Linked DNA regions of Neogale vison: region 2 is linked to region 1. The links are chromatin contacts, called in public Hi-C maps. All regions are on one chromosome and are shown on one strand. Each heading gives the region's core, a stretch centred on a gene start, on an enhancer-like site or on the middle of the called end of the contact. The rest is flanking DNA. Distances are from core to core; before and after follow the strand shown. Region 1 holds the start of LRRC8D (volume-regulated anion channel subunit LRRC8D). Region 2 holds the start of ZNF326 (DBIRD complex subunit ZNF326).

What was found. A called contact is a pair of places that touch in the nucleus more often than the background predicts.
Region 2: a Hi-C map of muscle shows a contact between it and region 1, with 5 times the contacts expected there. The contact joins the promoter of ZNF326 here to the promoter of LRRC8D in region 1. A contact is called at or near these places in 2 of 3 Hi-C or Micro-C datasets (fibroblasts and muscle).

What each region holds. Positions count from the first base shown.
Region 1 is chr2:76,455,495-76,460,726 of ASM_NN_V1, reverse strand. LRRC8D (volume-regulated anion channel subunit LRRC8D) reads right to left here and starts at 3,086. Exons shown (of 3, transcript XM_044238651.1): 1 at 2,891-3,086.
Region 2 is chr2:76,636,385-76,641,617 of ASM_NN_V1, reverse strand. ZNF326 (DBIRD complex subunit ZNF326) reads right to left here and starts at 1,296. Exons shown (of 12, transcript XM_044238655.1): 1 at 1,149-1,296. The coding sequence starts at 1,164. It also overlaps the pseudogene LOC122899144.

The DNA.
Region 1 (5,232 bases), core at 1,837-4,336:
CTAGGACCCCAACCCAAAAACAAAAACAAAAACCCCCCAAAAAACAAACAAACAATGTCTCCAGACATTGCCAAATGTTTGCTGGGAGGCAAAATCACCCCTTGTTGAAAACTACTCTTTTTGAGGCAAATGATTAACACCACTGACCTGTGGTTCAAGTTTTCCACTAACTAGATTCTCCCCACCGTCATCAGTCATGTTCTCTGCTCTAGCCAGGCAAACCTATTTACTATCTGTGACTTGGGACAAAGCTCATTGCTTCCCCTTAATACATGCTCCTTCCCCTTTCCCCAAAGCACACAACACTTTGTTCTGGCTCCAAAAAACCCTTTCCATTCCACTATTCCTTGACATTTAGAAAAAAATAATCCTTTGCTTCTGGTGGTGTCCTCACCCGTACCTGTCTTACTGGCCCTCTATTTGTACATGAATCCTTTCCTTCCTTGTTAAGGAACCGTAGCACCCACTCTGTTTCTCTGTTTGCTGCTGGCGCTCAATAAGTACCGATTGGTATTTCTTAGAATGGCAAACATCAGCTCCAATTACACATGGAAAATACATGAAATCCCTTACCATCTACCATTTCAAGAACATCTGTGATCATGAGTACACAGTCTGAACAAAAGTTTGACTTTTTCATACACAGTGCCAATCTACCTACACAGCTGGGATTGAACCAAGTCTAACTTCCATCATAGAGCTATCAAAACAATTCAGCTACTGGGACAGGACAAACACATCAAAATATTGTGAAATTAATCAAAAAAGCTCAGCACAATATAAATGTTAAGGGGAAAAGGCCAAGTTTTGACCAAGTTTTTAAAAATTCTGTAAACCTCGGCAAGGAGGAAAAGATTCGAAGATGGCTCCATACTTCCCCTGTTCATTGCATCATCCACTAACAGAAGAGACTGGGGGACCGGGTCATCTAAGGACAGTCTCCTCTCCACCTGCTAATGTGTTAAGTTTTAATCAACGAAGTACACACACGCACACCCTCAATAAAAACGAGACAAATCTAAGATCAAATATTCAAATACAAAAGTAAACCAATGCCAATTCATAATTTGGAATCCTTCCCCGCCTTCCCCCCCCAGCTCCAGGGATTACTTAATCATTTTATTGGAGGCTCCCTTCCTAACCTACAGAGATCAAACACTCCAAATTGACTTTGCTGGATCCTTACTTAAGCTCATCTCAGGATCTTTCCTCTCTCGCTTTGGCATTTTAACAGGGTTTCAGTCAACTGGTGTGGAAGACAGGAGAAGCGACAACTCTAGCCCTTTCCTAGCTGATGGTAGATGTTTGGTCAGTATTTGTGGACAATAAAAAAGAAATGTTGTCTAAAGACCTCATTTACCGGTTATGGTGCAGGATTCTTCCCACGGGTTAGTAAAAAACACCAGGTCCCAGAAGCTGGGGGAGGGGGGGTGGGTCTGAATCACTGTCATCCTTGGCACTTAAAAGTGCCCTTTGGTTGTTTTTGAGATAAACAGCCCTCACCATTACTGCAGACAGCAATGCCTTGCCTATCCAGACTCTTCCAAAGTCCAGCAGAGAACACAAAATAGGTGCTCAATAAACGATGCCGGAGTGGAATTTTATTATCAGAGCTAGGGAAAGTTCCCAGGAGTCATCTCTCTTCTTACTCCTGTAGCTCTTTCAAAATAGGTCCTCAGAGCTTTCTCTGCTTAACAAAAAATATTTTTCAAATTCAAGGAAGAGGAAAGGAGAAACTCCGCAAAGCAGAGGAAGCCATGTATGAGTCCAAGAAGCTCAAGTTGGGCCCCGCAGTTGGCTAAGACTCCCCAGTATCTATTCTCCATCTTTCTGCCTACCTCTTGAGTGCTCGCTCCCTATCACCTTTGCGTTTCTTTCTTTCCTGAAACCATACCCCCACACACACCTTCTGCCACACAGCCCCCCAACTGCGTGCCCGTTGGGACCGCAAATCCCCACCTCTTCCTCTACAGCAGGGACCTACCTCTCCTCCCTCGAACCTGCAGCAGCTCTTCTTCACTGCGGCTGGCTTTTTAAGAAACACAAAAACAAAAAACAAAAAACAGCCCACCTAAAGCCAAAACCCTAATTTCTTTATCCCTAAAGGATACCCCAAATTAGGGGGGACATTAAGAGGAAGGCCTCTATCAACCCTCCAGGAAGCAACTTCCCCCAACCCTCCTTCCCAAGCCCCTCGCCAGGATACGAGCAAGAAGTCCAGTTCCCAAGTGCCCACGCCTTCAAACAAGCTAGAAGCGGATTATACCGGTACCCAACCCGGAGATGGCCCGCGGCGGGCAGGGTGCACCTGCGGGCCCCCAGCTCCCTCCCTCCGGCGCGGGGGGCGGGGCGCTGCCCTCATTCCCCGCCCAACCCACCCGGCGCGGGAAGCAGGCGCGGGGGAGGCGTTTCGGGAGAAGTTAAAGGGCTCACCTTCTGGGCTCCGGGCCAGCAAGGCCAGACACCAGACACCCACCTCCGGGAGGAATCGGCGGAGCCGAAACCGGGTCTCCCCGCCCTCCCGACTGCACGGACGGGGGCGAGAGGAGGGAGCGCTCGCGAGGGGGAGCCGAAGAGGGGCAGCCCGCACCCTCCTCTCCCGGGGTATAACGCAGCCGGCCCAGGCGTCCGCGGCGCCTGCCGCTCCAGCTTGCCGGGAGCGGCACAATCTTCCGGGCCGGAGCGGTCGCAGACGGGAGACCCGCGCTACCCCGCGCGCCGCCGGCGTCCCCCCAGTCCCCAGCCCCCGCCCCTCGCTGCGAGTTCCCGGCCGCAGCCTCAGCGCCCGCCGCAGGGCAGGACGCCTGCGCCGGGGAAGGGGCGCGCTTCGCCTCCGGGGCGGCTCCCACTTGCGCGGCCCGGCCACGGCCCCGGGGAGGCGCGCACCAACCTTGGGGGGCAGCCCGAGCAGCCTGGCCGCCGAGCCACGGCTTATGCTGAGGCGGGAGGTGGCGGCATCACCAGCGGCGGGCGGCGGCTGCACCGGGACGCGCCGGGGCGGCGAAGGCGCGCGGCGCCCTGGACCCTGCTCCCGAGGCCCCGCCCGCGGCTGCCACCTCGAAGCGCGGCGGAGGAGCCGGGGCACCACGGGCGGCGGCAGCGGCGGCGACGGGAGCAGCAGCACATGACTCTGTAACGGGGGGAATTAGACAAAGCGTAACATGGACTCCGGGCCCGTGCAGGCGCTGCAGCTCCGGGACCAACCGCAGCCAGCGAGCGCCGCGACTGGCTCGGCCGCAGCCAATGGGGCGGGCCTGGGCCTCCATGTGACAGCGAGCGCTTTCCCCCGGCCGCCCGGCCGCGCCCGCAGCTGGCCGGCCTCACCGGAGGGGGCTGCGCGGCCGGTTGGGTGGCCCAGGATCCGGGACCCGCGGCTAGAGGCTGCAGACGCCAAGCAGGTGCATGGGGCGGGGAAGATCGCTAGTCGCCGAAAGACTTACCTGTCAGGCGCCTACCTGAATACGGCGCCGTGCCAGGCAGCCGCTGTCCCCTGGCAGGAGTGGGGCAAGGTCGGCAACCTTCGCCCTTCCTGGGTCTATCCTTTTGACTCAAACTCTGATATTAAGACCTAACGTGAAAGGCAATGAAATGGTAGGGGGAGAAATTGCGTAAAAGTCATTTAAGCAGCTTCCAACCCGAGGAGAAAGTACTTGCCTCGGATCTGGGGCAGTCACAACTTTATCTTGGCACAAGTAGCTTCCCAGCCTCGTTTATTCCGTCTCTGCTATTAAAGATACATTGGAGAGTCCGTTCTTGTTTTAATCCGACTCTACTCTTTTTTCCCCCATTCTTTTTTGCCAGAATTGTCTTGTGTCTGAAGCAGGCAGATAGATGAAAGGTTGTCCTCTGCAACGAGGTGTTTTCCAACCTGATAGTTTTCCCTCTTGTTTTTGTTTTAAGATCGAAATGGATTTCCCGTCTTTCTCGTGGGTGGGGAGAAGCAGGAATAAAGAAATAGGGCCGGGGGATATTTGGAATTGTTGGTTTATAACAAAGCAAATGGTTCCAGCCAATCCTTCAGTATCTCCTTTTGTCGGAATCCACCCTTTTCTGTGAACAATGGGAAGTTTCATCTGTATCAGGATCCCTCCTTGTCAGCGAATGTTCGATCAGCATTTACTCAGTGTTCGAGTGTTCTTTGTAAACATGCTACACAAAATGCGATGGAGGTACTCAGGAAGATGTGTGTTCGGATACAGCAAGGCCTTAAAAATAATGGTTTTCTAGGGTTTCAGGAAGGGCTTGGGAGAGAAGAGGGGGATAGAATGGACCCTAGCATAGTAAGCCTTTGTGGGTCAGGAATGGAAAGTGAAGAAGGGCAGTCCTGGCAGGGAAGAGTATGAACAGAGGTCCAGAGCACGCTCAAGGGACTGTTCTAGACTAGTTACAACATGACACCAGATTTTGAGCCCTTCTGACCTCTGGCTTTCTCACTTTCCTTGCCCTGCCCCTCACATGCCAGCAGCCTCTCCTATTCCACACACCCAGCCAAGAAGGAGGTGTGTGGGCAGGGGCTGTGTGGTAAGTGATTTAATTACAGTACCAGATTTGCTCATCTGGGAGGTTAGAGCAGTTTTAAAACTGTTAACATCTAGTGGTGTAATATTTTGATTGAAAACACCCCATTATTATAACTAATTTGGAATGTTTTGCTGTTTGTAAAAACACTTTGTTCCATGTTTTGATCTTCCTGGGCTTTAACCCATGATTCTAGATCTGAGAGAAACATGATTTCAAGATTGGTATAAATTGAGAAAAAAAGTAATACTCAGAAAACAGTCAAATGTGGACAAACAGCTATTCACACATGATATACGCATGAGTATAAATTGGGCAAATCCCTTCGGAGGACAGTTTGGCAATTTTGGAAAAAATAAGTATGTGTGCGATTTTTGACCAGGTAATTCCACATCTGGGAATTTATACTTTAGGCTTATATATGCAAAAATGATGTAGTTCAGAAATATTTACAGCTATATATAAAAATGTATGTATAGGCATGTTTGTTGTAGCATTGTTTGTAATAACAAAAACACGTAATAGTGTGTAAATCTAGTAACGGAATCCCAGTGGAAACTATTTAAGCAAGCTCTGCTAGATTTATAAGAGGAAACTGTATGTAGCCACCAATAAAAGTAACATAAATCTACTTGTACATGGAAGAGTGTCCAAAATCTGTAAGTGAAAAAAGCAAACTGCAGAACAATATAGGTAGCAGGATCCCATTTTTAT
Region 2 (5,233 bases), core at 47-2,546, 180 kb before region 1:
GGCATGAAATCAAATCAAAGATCAAAAGATCATCTGGTCAGACTCACATGCTGAGATCACACTAACTACAATGTTCTTAAAGAAGATTGGGTTTTGGCTGGGTATGTGACTTACAACTAGTTAGTCGATCTGTTTTATTAGAAATGTCTGGCTACTCAGGATTAAGTCCAGTTTAACCATTCAAACCCTTCTTCCCCTTCCCTAATGCTGTCATGAGGGACGCATTCTGACGCCGATTCCTATAAAAGTTAGGCAAGTTCCGAAGACAAGATGAAGACCAAATTAATTTTACTTTGTGAGCCCGTGAAAATGGTTTACAGAACCAGCGTGAGAGACGACTGAAAGGCATTGCTGAATTACAGCTGATTTAAACGGTAAGTCTAACCCAGGCGGCTGGGCACAGAACCGAATTTGAAGGGCATGGGATGCTGTGCCAGAATTCTGACTAACTTAAGTCCCATCCATACACAATCCAGAAGAAAAATGCTTTGGTTCACAGAAGTATTTCAGATTAGGGATTAACGACCAGATAATTCTGGTGGATAAACATCCTAGCTTGCCAACGGGTAACAAACAGCCTATTTCCATTCTGTACAGAGATCTACCTGTACTTGTCACGTACAGACGCCCTTTAAACTCAGCTTAAACGAAGCCAAGAAACCTCACTGTGATCGGGCCTCTGAAAATTGCTAAGAAGCCACCGGGTAGAGGATTTACGAAACGGACGAGCTGGGTCGCCGCCCCGTGGGGCGCACGCGAGACGAGGCGGGGGAGGCCCCACTCTCCTCTCTGCCCGACACCGAGGAACTGGAGGCGCCGGGGCAATTTCCACGCACCGCGGCCGGGGCCAGTCCGGGACGCGAGTCCGGGCCCCACTCCGGAGGCCGTGGCGCTTTGGGCGCGCCCTTCCCCGCACCGAGGCCGGCACGGAACTCCCAGGTCTCCGGCGGCAGTGGGCGCCGGGCCGGCGAGACAGGGCGCGCGGGTCCCCACACAGGCCGATTCCGGGCACTGGGCCCGCGGCGGGCGGGCGGCCTCCGGGCCCGCAGAACAAAGCCCACACGGCCATCTTGAGACCGTAAACAGACCCCCGGGGCGGCCACCCCGCCTCCCGCCCGCCGCGGCGACCAGCCAGAAGCTCTGCTTACCGTCCTCGAAGTCCATGGCGGAGGCTCGGGGCTCACCGGCTCGGCGGCGCTAGGCAGAACTGTGGCAGGCGGCGAACACCCGGGACCCGCGGTTCCACACGACCAGTCCGCGCGACCGAAAGCGGCGCTACCGGCCCGGGAGCCGCAGGCCACAGTGAGGCGGAGGGGCGGGGCCGGCCGGCGCTGCCAGCGGCAGCAGCGCGGCCTGCGATTGGTTGGCGCGGGCTGGTGGGCGGACTCTCGAGTGGGGGCGGGAAGCAGGTCGGCTGTCACGCTCCAGGGTGCTGACCCTCTCCGAGCGTCGGAGGAGGAAGGAAGGTGGAAAGAGGAGCGCGGAAGACTGAGTGGGGTCACGGGAAAGAGAACTGGGTGTTCGGGAAATTCTGGCGGCGGCCCGCCATGTTTGATCCTGGCAAGAGCGAAAGGATTGGATCGGAGTACCTTCCTCCTGCCCAAACTAATAAACCACGTGCCGACCTTTTGCTTTTTATTGGCTGGTGACGACTGTGCAGAAAATGTTAAAGTACTTAACGGGTTTTTTGCTGTGGAGAGGCATAAGTCCCGGACGATTTTGACAACTGTGTGAGCCGAGGAGAACAGACTGCTGAATAGGAAATAATTATACGGGAATGATCCAAGACAAGTTATTACCAGTTTCTGAATTTTAAGGTGCAAAATAAAAAGGGGCTGTAAAATTTCAAAGACAGGAAGATTTGTGACAGAAGTCGCCAAGAGCTTGAAGAATGACCATGCACAAACCCTCACACATATTGATATCGTGTTACTGCCACTTTGGAAGTAGTGTTGGGGAAGTGGGCAAAATTATTCACCCCACAGGGCAATATGGAAAAAAAAAATGTTCGTTCTGATTATGCAGCAGCTTAACTCCAGGTTATTTTTTTCTTTCTTTCTTTCTTTTTCTTTCTTTCTTTTTCTTTTTTTTTTTTTTAAGATTTTATTTATTTATTTGACAGAGAGGCAGCTGGAGGGGGAACACAAGCTCGGGAGTGAGAGAGGGAGAAGCAGATCTCCCATTGAAGATGGAGTCGGATGCAGGCTCTATCCCAGGCGGATGCCAAACGACCCAACCACCCTGGCGCCCCTTTCTTTTCTTTTCTTTCTTTCTTTCCTTTTTTTTTTTTTTTTCTTTTGTAGTAGAGCAAATAGTGTCAACAATGGGTTGATCACAAGATGGGAAACCATGAATCAAAACCATTTTCTCTTCTTTAGTCCAATCAGTTGCTGGAACCAAGTTCCATAACAGCAGCCTGTGGAAATAAGACTGGAAAACAAAATTGCAGATACAGTATGTGCATTACTGTAGCCCCAGATCTTCACAGGGCATTGTTTCTTCCTCACCACTTTCCTTCTCCACCCAGATTGATTCACACAGTTCTCCACCCTTATTCTCTTCTTTTTTTATTTTTTTCTCCCTCCTATACATGTTTTCTATTCACCTGAGCTGAACATGTTGAAAACTGAACTCATAATTTTCCTTCTCAAACCTGTTCATCCTCCTCTATTCTTTCATCTCTTTTAGTGGTGTCCTGAACAACCACCCACTAATCCTAGCCGGAAGCCAGCACGATTCATCTCATCAAGACACAGGCTTCTCCCATCCTCCCTCCCCCATCCACACTGAAGTCTTTCATCTGCTTATTACCTCTTAAAATTTCTTAAACCTGTTCCCTTCTCTCCATTTCCACAGCACTACCTACAGTACCTGCACAACTCTGATTCTCTCCCTCTCACACTATTGCTGTAGCTTCCTAAATCATTTTTCTGCCCATTGGCCTTAACCTTCTCAGGCTTCTCAGGGCTGCAGTGTTCTAAACACAAATCTGAACATGTCATCATCATGGGTCTTTATTATGGATTAGGCCAAGGACAAGCTCTGAAACCTAGAGCACGTGCAGCAGGATCTGGCCACTGCCTAAGCTGCCATCTTCCTCCATTTCTCCCTCCTCCTCTCCCATACTGTTTCCTTTTTGGTGAGCAATTTTAAGTCCCCAAACATCCCTACGCTTCTTCATGCCCCTAAACTTTTACTTACGCTTTTCTAGCTGCTTGTTATACCACCCAGTGAATCCTACTCATTCTCAAAACATAGCTTAGAATTTACTTCCTCTAAGAAATGCTCCCACATCCCATCCCCACACACTAGGCCAGTACTTAAATGACTCACCTAACAATCTCATTAAAACTCAGATTCACATTCAGTCAGTCTGGGTTGGAACCAAAGAGTAAGAGTCTGCATTTCTCACAGGTTTCCCAGGAGATGCTGCTGCTGCTGCTGCTGCTGCTGCTGCTGGTCCAACCATACTCGCAGTAGCAAGGCCCTGAGCTAAGCGCTGATAGAACACTATCTCCCTTGCATTAAATACTCTGTTTGGCTTTATGTCTATCCACATTAAAAGCCCCTTGAGCTTAGAACCAAGTCATCTTTGTATCCTAAGTGCTGAGCACATATGTTTATCAAGTCCAAGTGAGCACTCTTGACGTTTTTTACTTTTTTTTTTTTTTTTGGCATCATGGCAAAGGGATGGTTTCTAACCTGTGGTATTCAGGTCTTGTCATGAGTGTAAGGAATAAATAATTGGGTCACTGTTTGTATTTGTGTATTATTTCCATGTGCGTGCATGCGCGCATGCACACACACACACACACACACTTCTTTCTTTTCTGAAAGAGAAAACTGCTGGTCAAGGAACTCCTCACTCCAGAAGAAATCTGGCTTCAGAACAAATACTTGGAGAGCCAGAATACACAGATATCTTCTCCCCATCCTTCCTCTTTCCCAAATAGGAAGTTTCTGACAGAGGTGGCAATACCTTAGTTATCCCACAAGACCTGAGACACCTTGCAATACCTGACAGTCCATCAAGTCATCCCTTAATTTCTGCATCGAACAAATATTGATTGAGCACCAACCATGTGCCAAACATCATTTTCTCCCTTCGTTGTTATCTCCTTCTTATTCCCCAGAAACTATCCAGGCTCCTGGGCCTGTTCCCACTTGCTTAGGCTTAGATTTTTATCCTGAGGGGCCAGTGTTTTGCACAAAGTCTTAGGCCCTTACATCTTCCATTCATTTCGCAATAGCTGGCAAGTTAGTCAAAACCAGACCAGCAAAGCCTATTGGAAAAGAAAAGAGGCTATGTTTTGTTTTGTTTTGTTTTAAGTGCAGAGGTTAAAAGGATATGTGGTGTGAGGTCAAGAGAAGCCTGCAGGGAGAAGGAGGCAATGGGGAGCTACCCCTAAGACCTGATCCTGAGGGAGCTGTCAGAGAAGCCCCACCACCTCCTTCCCTAGAACCGGAGAACTGGGTAAGCGGACCCCCTGAGGATACAGGGGCCTCTGTTCCTCCTCTCCTAAGCCCCCACCCACACACCTTCTGCTCCAGCAACATGGAACCATCTGCTGCTCTCCAGACAAGCCATGCATTTTCACAAGCCCCTGCTCACCTTGTTCTCTCCACTTCTATTGTGGTCCCTCTCCTCCTCTGCCATTCTTCAAGGTTCAATAATCACGGGACCTCTTTTTAAACCCCTTCCCTCCATATCACCTTAATAGCGATTAGCATAGTTGGATTCTTGTAGTGAGTTAGTTATAACCTTGTCTAACTCTTTATTCAGATTCTTCGGAGACCCTCCTTTGTACCATTTTTAGGTGACCTATAGGTAGCACATTGGCACTGTGTGTTAAGGAGAGACAACAAAATCACCACTGAAGAAAAGCCCTAATGAGACTGAAATTAAATGCCCAGAGCTTCATCTGAAAAAAAAAAAAAAAAATCACAGCATCCTATGATTTTATGATTTTGGAGAGTAAGTGACTATGAGGTGACAAAGGGGAGTCCTAATTTCATGATGCTTTCCTGATTTGCTCCAAATAACTCTTTCTTCCTCCCCATGTTCTTTAGGGAATTCATAAATACTCAGGGAGGTCAAGAACTGAAAATGACAATCTTAAAGTAAAGCAGCCAAACTTAAGTAAACTTAAGTAAACAAAGTCATTCCTACTGTGGGACTTACCAGAGGAGAGCTGGTTACAGAGCCCATGGCAATAGAAAGCTGCTGAAAACA